3 separate regions of the Sus scrofa genome follow, and all the other regions are linked to region 1. The links are chromatin contacts, called in public HiChIP or PLAC-seq maps. All regions are on one chromosome and are shown on one strand. The core of a region is the stretch at or near the end of the contact, and the rest is flanking DNA. Distances in the headings are between cores, read along the strand shown. Region 1 holds the start of LOC110257623. Region 2 holds the start of SND1 (staphylococcal nuclease domain-containing protein 1). Region 3 holds the start of GCC1 (GRIP and coiled-coil domain-containing protein 1).

Region 1 (3,732 bases), core at 437-2,936:
CAAAAGTGAAGAAATGATTTCACCTCAAATTTCACCAAAGATCTCCAGGAGTTAAAAAGTCACCAATGGAGTTCCGTCGTGGCTCAGTGGTTAACGAATCCGACTAGGAACCATGAAGTTTCGGGTTTGATCCCTGGCCTTGCTCACTGGGTTAAGGATTTGGTGTTGCCATGAGCTGTGGTGTAGGTTGCAGACATGGCTACAATCCTGCCTTGCTGTGGCTCTGGCGAAGGCTGGCAGCTACAGCTGCAATTAGACCCTTAGCCTGGGAACCTCCATATGCTGCAGGTGCAGCCCTAGAAAACACACACACACACACAGGACAAAAAAATCCCCCAAAAATTCCAGTAAGGGTCACATTTAAAATTTTTTTTTTGCTTAAGCATATTGCATACAATTAAATATTTTAAAATGTGACTTTTATTGGCAGCATAACAAGCACCATCACGTGGAGGTGTTTATTTTACATTGGTTTATGAATTGCCGCATTCCATTACATTTTAGTTTGCTGTTTTACGATGCTTTTTGACAATGGGGCAGATAAAAACGATCAAACACACTGAAGTGATAAATTAGTGTGCAGAATGCATGGTACATGGAATTCCTTTTTTAAAGTTGATCATTTTTTTAATCATTTTCTGTCACGCCTGTAATAAAGCTGCTACAATCCCTCAGGACCTAGACAAATACTCCGTGCAATATTTTCACAGTAACAGATTTATCAATTACTAGGCCTACTACAAAATTAGCTTTGAGTTTTGAAAACACATTTTGGTTACTCTTTTGCTCTTCCAAAATACATCAGAGCCTATCTACTAAATTTTCTTTTTCAGGGATCTGAAAACTGGCAACTTAAGTTGGACAACGAACGTTTTCAGTGATTCTTGGGGGGAAGATAAACGAAGCGAACGGGCTTTTTCTTTCTTAAAATTTTCATATTTGCTTCTGGAGCGAGAATCCCATCCTTAGGAGTCGGGGAGAAGGCGGGGGAGGTGGCTCTCCTGCCTCTGGGCAGCAGCACAGGGATTTGCTGAATTTGACAGACCACTGTGATCTTCGGGGATTTTCCAGGCAGGATGAGGGCGCAGAAGAGGAGAAAGAGGGCGTACGGCCCACGTGACCCAACTTTACTTTCAGGTTCCAGAAGTTGAACGCAGCTGCAGTCAATACTGATCTTCCACCACTTGACTGTTTTTCTCCCAAGGACCTGATTTAAAAAAAAAAAAAAAAAAAATCCAAGTTCTGAGAGGCACACTTCGGAAACTATTGAGTTAAAAAAAAAAAGTTCCATTCGTTCCATTTATAAATGCGCGGATAAACTTTTTCAGAATCACGAATAATTTACAGTTTACGCATTTGCCAAGCCTCCTATAGTTTCCTCCCGTGCTTCTCCAAGCCTCCCTGTTTCGGTTCCACCGAAATAAGCGCGATAGCAACAGTTTGGTTGCCGGGCAGCCTGTCTCCCGTGCGCAATCGCCGCTCCAGGGTCCTCGCACTTCTTGGTCCTCGAGGTCCAAGCCTTCGGCTCCGCGTCCACCAGCAGGAGAACGTGTGGGCGAGCTGCTCGTCCGAGACTCAGGCCGCGGGCTCCGCACAACCGACCGCGGTTCCCTCCCCGCGCAGGGTCGCGGCGCGTCGCCTCCCCACCGGCTGGGGCGCCGGGCCGGGCGCATGCGCGCGGCGCTCCCGGGCGTGCCGGCCACACTCCCCCCACCCACTTCGAGAGCTTGTCACTTCCTGCCCTCGCCCCATCTCCGTCCGGGGTCAGTCAGTCGCTCCCTGTCGCTGCCGGAGAGTCTCTGCTTCCCCCTTCCTACCCGCTCCACGGCGGTAACTCAGGCTCTTCGGAGAGGGGGAGACAGAGAAAGAGAGAGACTGACTCAATAAAGTTTCCAGAAACAACTGCTACTAAAAAGGGCCCGAGGTGGGGGGAAACCCCCGTCCTTCCCCGCCCCTCTCCAAAAGCCTGAGGGACCGTTGCAGGTGGAGCGGCGCTGGGGGGAGCCGGGCTCCGGCAGCAGCCGTTGCCCCGGCGAGGGGCGCCTCGGGTCCTGCCCTCTCCGGTTCCGGCTCCTTCGGTGGCGGCGGCGGCGGCTGCGGGGCGGTTCCTCCTGTCAACTGCCTGCGCCCGCGCGCCGCCCGCCCGCCCAGCTCCCCAGCGCGGAGGGACGCCGTGCGCCGCCGCCGCCGCCGTCGCCTCGGGCCGCGGAGGGACGTGGTGAGCTGGGCGCTTCCGCGTCAGCGCCGGCGGGGACTCTTTGGGAGCGCGTCGGGCCCGAACCCGGGTCCCCTCGCCTGGTCCGCGGAGGCTGCGCCAGGTGGGGCCCGAAGTCGCCTCCCACGCCAGGCTGTCCCCGCGGCCGCCCGGCCTGCCTGCCTGCCTTCCGCCTGCCAGCCGGCCCGCCCTTGGAGTTCAGTAAGTTGGGCGCACTTGGTCGGGGGGACGGGAGCGCCTCCGGGGAGACCCCGACGCACGTGCGTGGCGGGAGGGCGCGGCGTGGGCCGGCCGCGGGCGGGAGCGGCACCTTGGCCGCCGCGGCCGCCGCGCCCCCCGCCCCACGGGCCCAGACGCCGACCGGGGCCGACGCGCTCCGCGCCTCCGTCCCCGCGCGCGCCCTCCCGGGAAGGCGAGGCCGCCGCCGCCGCCGCCGCCCGCGCAGCCGGCTAGGCCCTCGCCCTGCGCTGCGCGCCCGCGGCTGCGTTTCCGGGTAGGGCGATGGAGCTCTGCGGGAGCTCAGGCTGGAGAAGCCTCGGTGCGTTTTTCGTTTTCGGTGCGAGAGGAAGAGGAAGGTGCAGGGCGGTGGAGGGGTGGAGGGAAAGCGGAGGGCAGGTGAAGGGAAGGTTTCTGAAAAACGCAGCCAGAGCCCCCCCAGGAAGTTCAGGGTGAGTGACGGGTTTGTGCTTCTTTCAACAGCCAAGCCGCAATGAAGAGCTTCTTACAGTGAAAGGAAAGTAGGTCGCGTCCACTGAAAATGCCTTTAAGGGACAAATACTGTCAAACTGACCACCATCATCACGGATGCTGTGAACCAGGTATACCCCTTGCTTCGCCAGTTACTTTGCCCTCCATCAGAGCCATGCTGCTGTTTCCTTCTGGTTTTCTTTTCCTCCAGCCCGAGAAGTCATTCCTAACTAAGCAGGCTATAATTTCCCCCAGCATAAAACCAGTTATGAAGGTAAAAGCTTGTACAAACAAGAGGTCTCCCCTTCTTGATCCCTTAAAAAAAGTACTACAAGTGTCACCTTCAATCTTTTCCGCAAGATCGATCACTCAATCCCTTTTGCTTTTTCAAGGCAGCCTGCAGTTAGTGGTATAGCCCCAGCCCCATGCTCTGTGAATATTTAAGACTGAAGAGAAAAGGGAAAAAATGGGTGGGAGGATGGTAGCATTTATCTTCGTGGAAGTTGTTTCATTTAAACTCTTAAAAACTAAAAGTTTGTCATGCTTAAACAGTGCTTACAGAGAGAATTTTGTACAAAGCCTAAAAACTAGTTTAGTTTGGACTTAAAAAGTTTGTTGAATTCAACTTGTTGCGAGAATAAGGTTTTGCTAAATGCAGCCCCTCTTTTAACTTTCTGGGACAGAACACACTATTGCAAAACCTGATTATTTAGGTAGAGTACATATATATATTTTAAGGGATATTTTATTCATTTATGAAATGAAAAAGTTGCTTTTTGGAGTCTCATGAAGCATATTAGAACACTTTAATAAATGTGATAGGGAAACTT
Region 2 (3,732 bases), core at 614-3,113, 180 kb before region 1:
TTAGCAAAGGAAAAAACTCAGAAAGATTCACCCTGTGCTGCCAGTCGCACTACAGACCGCCAACTGCACTACAGGCCGCCAAGTGGTGCTTTGTTCCTATGGTAAAGGGAAAGATCTCTGTAAATGAAAAAGCTAATTTAAGAGACACCCCTTCAGGATAATCTTTTCATGGGTCAGGTCAATATTTCAAAGAGATGAAAATATGTGGACCTTGGAAATTCCCTTCTCACTCAGTTTCCGATAAATTCTGACTCTCCTTTATGTATAAAGTGGAAAAGCAATACTGAAAAACCCTATGAATCTCACCCAGAGGCAGAATATTGCTAAAAATGAATTAGAGGGACAAAAAAGTCTTCCCTTCTAATTCTCTCTCTCTCTCTCTCTCTCTCTCTCTCACACACACACACACACAAAAGCTGAAGAAAATTTTAATCCTGTGAAACTTTCCACAACTGCAAAACACTAGAGCTTTGGGACAAAGGGTCATTAAAAAAATGTATCCAGATGGAAAAGTCAGAATTCCAGTCTGAAGTGAAATCTACAAGTCTGAGGTCATCACAAGCAGAAATTCTGGTAACAACCAAGAAATGTCAGGTTCCAATATTTGGAAGGGTTGAGGGGAGGACAATAAGGGGGACAACTGATTAAAAAACAAAAAAAAAAACCAAAAATTATACTACAAAATTATCACGGAGCTGGGGGTAAATTTTTTTAATGAAACTTGCAGGGTTTTAAATTCACAATTTAAGGATGCAGAAAGCGAGAAGACATAAAATCGGGCAGAATCTACAGTGTGAGAGCAGTGGACTGGGAATCAGAACACTTGGGCTCAGGTCCTGGCTCCAATCCAAACCACCATGTGACCTTAGGCAAGTCACTTGCCCTCTTCAAACCAGTCTCATCTGTTAGGAGGTGAGGGAACAATAATGATAACTAAGATTCCTACCGGCCTAACATTTCAAGAGTCAAAAAGAGGGGGAGTACAAACATGAGGAGCTCTCAGGACTTCAGACTTGACACAAGAGGTGAAGGAAAATGAGGGCCAGAGAGTGAGAAAACTTGGGAATAAGTAAATGAGCGTCGGTGAAAACATAAGAACTTCAGGAAGGGCACGTCGTTCAAGAGTTCCATGGCAGAGCGGATGTCAGGATCTTGAAAAACTGCAAACTGCTCAGCATATGCCAAAATGGACAGAAGGACGGATGGATCGTAGGACACATACCAACAAATTATCCCCGTTAATCAATCAGTAATCGATCTGTCGTGATAAAGAGCCAGGAGACTGAGTGCCGCGACCACGGAAATCAGTGTGACCCCTAATGTCAGGGTGTCCGGGAGGCAAAGTACCAAGGGGAGTCCGTGTCGGGTTGCGTCTAGGGAGGGATTCCCAGAACGGGTGAAAAGTGAGGAACAGGGCAGAGGAAAGAGAATCTGGGAGACCATGCAGGCTGGCAGAAGGGGAAGAAGCCAGCGCCAGACTCCCGCACGGTGGCGGGCGGTGGGATCGGTGTCCCGGGCCCCGCTCTCACCATCTTGACGATGCCCCGCTGCACGGTGGGGACCGCAGGTCCCCCGGAGGAGCCGCCGCTCTGCGCGGAGGAGGCCATGTGTAGAGATTGAAAGGCAGCGAATAAGGCGGCTGGCCGGCTTGGAGGTGTCAATGTGAGTGTCGGTGTTGGTGAGAGGCCGCCGCGAAGAGAAGCGGGCGGGCGATCGGCTGCAGGTGATGGACGGGACGGACTCGCCAGGCGCTCACTAGAGCAACAGCCGGACTGGGAGCGAAAGAGACGCGATCTCAGCCGCCGCCACACGTTCTACTCGCCGCGCAAGCGTGCCAGAGCGCCACCGCCCTCCGGCCAATTAGAGCCCAGAGCCCGCCGGACCCCAAGCCAATAGGCACCCTGTTCGCGGAGCCCCGCCCCTTGGTCCCAAAACGGGTGAAGCGCTTCAGGAAGCGCTGAAAGAGCTGATTTGCGGTGATGGTCTAGGTATGGGGCGGGACTTCCGGGGCAGCGGTAGTGTGTGGTGTCGGGAGGTGTAGTGGGAAGGAAAGGACACGTCAGCATCTGGCCGCGGGGCGCGGTGAGCCCTGGGAGCCCCGGGGGCGGGGCCAGCCTCGCCCTCCGGCCCGGCCCCGCCCATTGCACCCGATTCGGCGGGTAGCTGGGGTGCCCACGTGGACGCTGGCGTTCCAGGACTGCGTACCCCGGTTGGGGTGAGCGGACTGGGAACCTGAGCCAACGAGGCAGAATCCTGGAGGAATCTCAGCACTGGTGCACAACGACTTCCGACATTTTGCCTCAGCTGAAAGTATGGGGAGAACTTGAAAAAGTCTGAACCTCCTGAAACTGTTGGCTGACACTGAACGTGGCGGTGTGCATCCTCCCTGTAGTTGGCAGTGCAGCTGGCTCGTATTTGTGTCGCCAGATGTCTAGCACTTGTTAGGCGCTCGATTAATGTTTCTTGGTAGAAAAGATAAATCTCTTAGAGGTGATATGCCTTGTGCACAGAGGAGAATCACCCTCGTTTTCCGTCTCTTCCGAAATGCGACAGTGAAGTTATGGAAAGGCACTCTCTCTCCCTAGACTGAGTGTGTGAAGCCAAACCGCTTCCAACCCATCCTTTACCTAGCCCCTTTCTTTTGAATAAAGAGACTGGGGAGAGGGAGGGCGGAGCAAAGGCATATAAATGTTTAAGTGAATGTTGAGAGACAACGAATATTCATAGTGTTTATTATGAGGAGAAAGCACTTTACTTGCATGTCATTTAATCTTAATCTTAAAACCTGGCCCTGCACTGAGGACAGTTTCCCCTTTGGTTTTTTTTTTTTTTTTTTTTTTTTTTTTTTTTTTGCGATTTAGGACCGCACTGGCAGGCTAGGGGTGGAATAAGCTGTAGCTGCTTATTGCGATCCAAGCGGCCGCTGCGACCTATACCACAGCTCATAGCAACGCTGGATCCTTAACCCACTGAGGGAGGCCAGGGATGGAACCCGAAACCTCATGGTTACTAGTCGGATTCTCTTCCACTGGGGAACAATGGGAACTTCCCATGTAGCTCTTTTGAGAAGGGGTTATTCTCCCATACTTAACATATCCCAGAGTCAAGTTTTGGGGTCAGCACCTTCCTAGACGTCTAATGCCACTTCCATACCATTCATTTGCCACCCTCTTTAAAAAAAAAAAAAAAAAAATCCTTGTGGAGTTTCATTCCACCTGCTTATGGAACTTTCTCCATCTCACTGCCCCAAATGCCATTTGTCATTTATTGAAACTGACACCTGATGCACATTCTCCACTCAGTGTTCCTGAATGACTTCAACATTTATGTGCCTGACTTATCCAGTACCCTGGCCTCTCAGCTCCTTGACCTCATCTTCAGTGAATTTGACCTCTGCACCTGTTCAGCTACCCAACTGCTTCATGTAAACTCAAACACCTCCATTATCTGATCATAATTGCTGTCCTTGTCCCCTTCTCACTAAGTTATTTCTCGTGTACGTTGTATTAGTTATCTATTCCTGCGTAAGAGTTACCCCAAAGCTTAAGTATTAAAACAATGGGGGGCATTCCCATTGTGGCTCAGTGGGTTAAGAACCCGACTAGTATCCATGAGGATGAGGGTTCAATTCCTGGCCTCGCTAAGTGCGTTAAGGAGCCAGCATTGTCAGAAGATGCACTGTAGGTCACAAATGCTGCTCCTATCTGGCATTGTGTCTGTGGTGTAGGCCAG
Region 3 (3,732 bases), core at 315-2,814, 130 kb before region 1:
GACTATCTGTCCCAAGTTACAGTGAAGAATGAGATGATAAGATAATGTACCTGAATTTTTGTTTGATGCAGCTGGATATTATCTGGGCCACCAAGAAACTGGGTCTGACCAGATTTCTAGTATCGGGCCCATCCTGACCCTCAGTCTGTAAAGAGAACAGATGTTAGGCACCAGGAATGAGTGAGTACCTGACTCTTTTTTACTCTGCATTCCTAAGAAGGCTTTTACAAGGTTGAAGAGCACATTTCAAAGAATCCAAATATAACAACACAGCTACTGGTGACCAAGTCAGATCAGTTCTACATCTTTAGCTCTTTTAATTAGCCTCTTTCATCCTTGTTGTCACTGCTCTATTTCACTACCATCTTATCCCCATGACTGAAAATAGCCTTCTATACCTCGGTTTCTCCACCTTGTCATACAAGATTTGATGATGCCACTCTTGTGATGAAAATCCTTTAGTGTCTTATTACCCAAGATAAAATCCAAATGCCTTAATTTGGGTCCTCATCTACTCTGCCAGCCCCATCTGTTGCCACCTCCTTCACAAAACCTAAGCTACTGCCTTGAAATGCTTCCCAGTGCTTCCCCGGGAGGACCCAGGCTCTCTGATGCCCTAGGAGTCCTTGTACGTTTTCCTCTCTGCCTGGAATGCTTCCCTCCTCTCCGGTTAGATGGGCAATCAGTATTCATCATTCAAATCTCAAAATAGTTCCCCTGAGAGGCTTGTCTCCTCTAAACAGGCCTCGCTCCTCTTAACTTCCATACCCCTTTGCATATAATTGTGTTTGCACATCTGGTTTCTCTCTAGATATGGGTTCCCTGAGGGCAAGACCTTCTCTCTCTCTCTTTTTTAAAATATATAATGATTTTTATTTCTTTTTCATTATAGCTGGTTTACAGTGTTCAAGACCTTATCTCTTCAAGGTGATCATCTAGCACAGCATTTGATATGTGGCGAGTGGGACTGATCTTGATAGGATTCTAAACTTACTGGCTGTGTGTGACTTTGGGAGTGTCACTTAACCTCTCTGTGCTTCAAGTTTCTCTATAAAATAGTGCTAATAATACCCATTCAGCAGAATTACTATAAAGACTAAACAGCAAAATTCCTGTGATCTTCCTGCAATATATTTGGCACTTAGGATGGACAGCGTGGCTATATATATTTCTCTCTGTTGAATAACCTCAGAACTCAGGAAGGATGCTAATAATTATTATACTGTACGCCTACTGGGTTCCAAATACTGTCCTCGAAAGGGTTGCCATTTTCATGGTCTAAATGGGAGTCTTAACTGTTGCTCTTTAGGGGCAAAAGTATTGAGCCCCCAAACATCGTCGTTTACCCGGGTTTTTGGTAAGGACGCGGTGCGACGTCGTCCTGGTCCCTCGCTAGGGCAAAATCAGGCGCCCTCACCAAACCAACATCACTCCTGGGTACCCGATTTTACTTGCTCTGCTCTAGCCAGGAGCAAACAGCTGGAGGCCCAGCTGAACGGCCTCCAGACCGCCGGCTGAACTAACCCCGCCCACCTCGCGCTCACTGGGGGCGGGGTCTGATGCGTCACGCTGTCGTCACTTCCAGCCGGACCCGGAAGCGCTGTTGACTCGTGGCTAGAGTTAGGAAGTCGGGATGCGGCTAAGCTCAGCTTAAACCGTCGGCTCCTGGTGCCGGCGGGGCACGGAGCGGCTCTGGAACAGTGGGGCCGAGCCCTGGCAGTGTGTTCCTCTGGTGAGCTTTGGCAGTCTGTTCCTCTAGGATAGGACCAGCCCCCACCCTCTTGTCAGGGATCTGGCGGACGCTTCTGCCTGGCTGCCCCGCCGCGCCCCACATTCGGTGTCGAACAGCTGTGAGGAGCAGATGTGCGGCCGGGGCGGGGGGGGGTGGGCAGTTCTCTCCCTGTCGCTCACAGCCCCCGCCAACATCTTCGTGACCCTCTCCCAGCCTGTCCGAACGCTGTCGTAGAGCAAGCCGTCCTGAACCGTCATGGAGAAGTTTGGGATGAATTTCGGGGGCGGCCCGAGCAAGAGGGACCTGCTGGAGACCATTGAGACGCAGAAGAAGCAGCTCCTCCAGTACCAGGCACGTCTCAAGGATGTAGTCCGCGCCTATAAAAGCCTGCTGAAAGAGAAAGAGGCGCTGGAGGCCAGCATTAAGGTGCTGTCGGTATCCCACGAGGCGGATGTGGGCCTTGCAGGTGTCCAGCCCCAAAGCCTCACCTTTCCCGACTCTGTGGATGATCGATGCTCCACTCATAGCGAAGACAGCACTGGGACCGCCACCAGCTTGGATACTGCCGCCAGTCTCACCAGTACCAAGGGTGAGTTTGGGGTTGAAGATGACAGACCGGCCTGTGGACCACCACCTCCAAAGTCCGAGGAGGCCAGCGGGTCAGAGAGCGGCGTTAGCAGTAGCAGTGGGGATGGACCGCCTGGAGGTGGTGAGGTGGACAAACGAGTGCACCAGCTAAAGACTCAGTTGGCTACTTTGACCAGCTCTTTGGCCACAGTCACCCAGGAGAAGTCCCGCATGGAAGCTTCTTATCTGGCTGACAAAAAGAAGATGAAACAGGACCTAGAGGATGCCAGTAAGAAGTTAGAGGAGGAGAGGGGCCGTCTGGAAGGAGAATTGAAGGGGCTGCAGGAGCAGGTAGCAGAAACCAAAGCCCGACTTATCACGCAACAGCATGATCGGGCCCAAGAGCAGAGTGACCATGCCCTGATGCTGCGTGAGCTCCAGAAACTGCTGCAGGAGGAGAGGACTCAGCGCCAGGACTTGGAGCTTCGGTTGGAAGAGACTCGAGAAGCTCTGGCTGGACAGGCCTATGCAGCCGGTCAGGTGGAAGGGTTTGAACTGCAGACCAAGCAGCTGACCCGTGAGGTGGAGGAGCTGAAAGGTGAGCTACAGGCTCTTCGAGATGAGAAGAATCGGCCGGACCCCCGACTGCAGGAGCTTCAGGAAGAGGCCGCTTGCCTTAAGAGCCATTTCCAGGCTCAGTTGCAGCAGGAAATGAGGAAGGTAATTATTAGTCATTTAGCCTGGGAAGTATTAGGGCTTTTTTTTTTTTTTTTTTTCCCTCCTTTGGTAGTTAGAATTAAGTGGCTACACTGTGGATTTTTTTTTTTTTTTTTTTTGCTTTTTAGGGCCACACCTGTGGCATATGGAGGTTCCCAGGCTAGGGGTCTAATCAGAGCTACAGCTGCTGGCCACAGCCACAGCAACTCGGGATCCCAGCTGCGTCTGTGACCTACACCACAGCTCACGGCAACGTTGGATCCTTAACCCCCTGAGTAAGGCCAGGGATTGAACCCACATTCTCATGGATCCTAGTAGGGTTCGTTAACCGCTGAGCCGCAAAGGGAACTCCATGCACTGTGGATTTTTGATGCCATTCAAAAAGTTTCACTTGTGAGTCCTGGGAAATCCTTTTCTGTGTGTGGTGGTGTTTTTCTTTTCCTTTCTTTTTTCTTTTTTTGGGCTGTGCTCGAGGCATGCAGAGGTTCCTGGGTGAAGGGATCAAACGTGAGCCACAGCAGTGATAATGCTGGATCCTTAACCACTAGGCCACCAGGAAACTCTGTCTGTGTGGTGTTGACAGTTTCTGCAGAATGTGCTTCCAACAGGATGTGGAGTTCCTGAGTGTAGGCTGGATTGGAGCCAGATAGCGCTGAGCGTCTGGGCATTGGCATCTTACCAGCTCTGCTCTTTGAAGCAGTGCAGTGGCAGCTGCG

Evidence for each region. HiChIP or PLAC-seq counts read pairs in DNA pulled down with a chosen protein or histone mark.
Region 2: an H3K27ac HiChIP or PLAC-seq map of alveolar macrophages shows a contact between it and region 1. The contact joins the promoter of SND1 here to the promoter of LOC110257623 in region 1. A contact is called at or near these places in 1 of 5 promoter capture datasets (liver), 4 of 47 Hi-C or Micro-C datasets (embryonic fibroblasts, heart right ventricle and liver) and 2 of 2 datasets of contacts at active chromatin or transcription factors (alveolar macrophages and skeletal muscle).
Region 3: an H3K27ac HiChIP or PLAC-seq map of alveolar macrophages shows a contact between it and region 1. The contact joins the promoter of GCC1 here to the promoter of LOC110257623 in region 1. A contact is called at or near these places in 4 of 47 Hi-C or Micro-C datasets (brain, heart right ventricle, liver and 1 more) and 1 of 2 datasets of contacts at active chromatin or transcription factors (alveolar macrophages).

Annotation. Positions count from the first base shown.
Region 1 is chr18:20,832,766-20,836,497 of Sscrofa11.1, forward strand. LOC110257623 reads right to left here and starts at 1,687. Exons shown (of 2, transcript XM_021079290.1): 1 at 1,346-1,687; 2 at 401-1,207. The coding sequence starts at 1,673. The coding sequence ends at 1,164. ZNF800 (zinc finger protein 800) reads left to right here and starts at 1,754. Exons shown (of 5, transcript XM_021079288.1): 1 at 1,754-2,416; 2 at 2,915-3,033. The coding sequence starts at 2,973.
Region 2 is chr18:20,651,758-20,655,489 of Sscrofa11.1, forward strand. It overlaps SND1 (staphylococcal nuclease domain-containing protein 1), which reads right to left and starts at 1,864. Exons shown (of 24, transcript XM_021078633.1): 1 at 1,530-1,864. The coding sequence starts at 1,607.
Region 3 is chr18:20,700,121-20,703,852 of Sscrofa11.1, forward strand. It overlaps GCC1 (GRIP and coiled-coil domain-containing protein 1), which reads left to right and starts at 1,565. Exons shown (of 2, transcript XM_003134715.4): 1 at 1,565-3,019. The coding sequence starts at 1,988.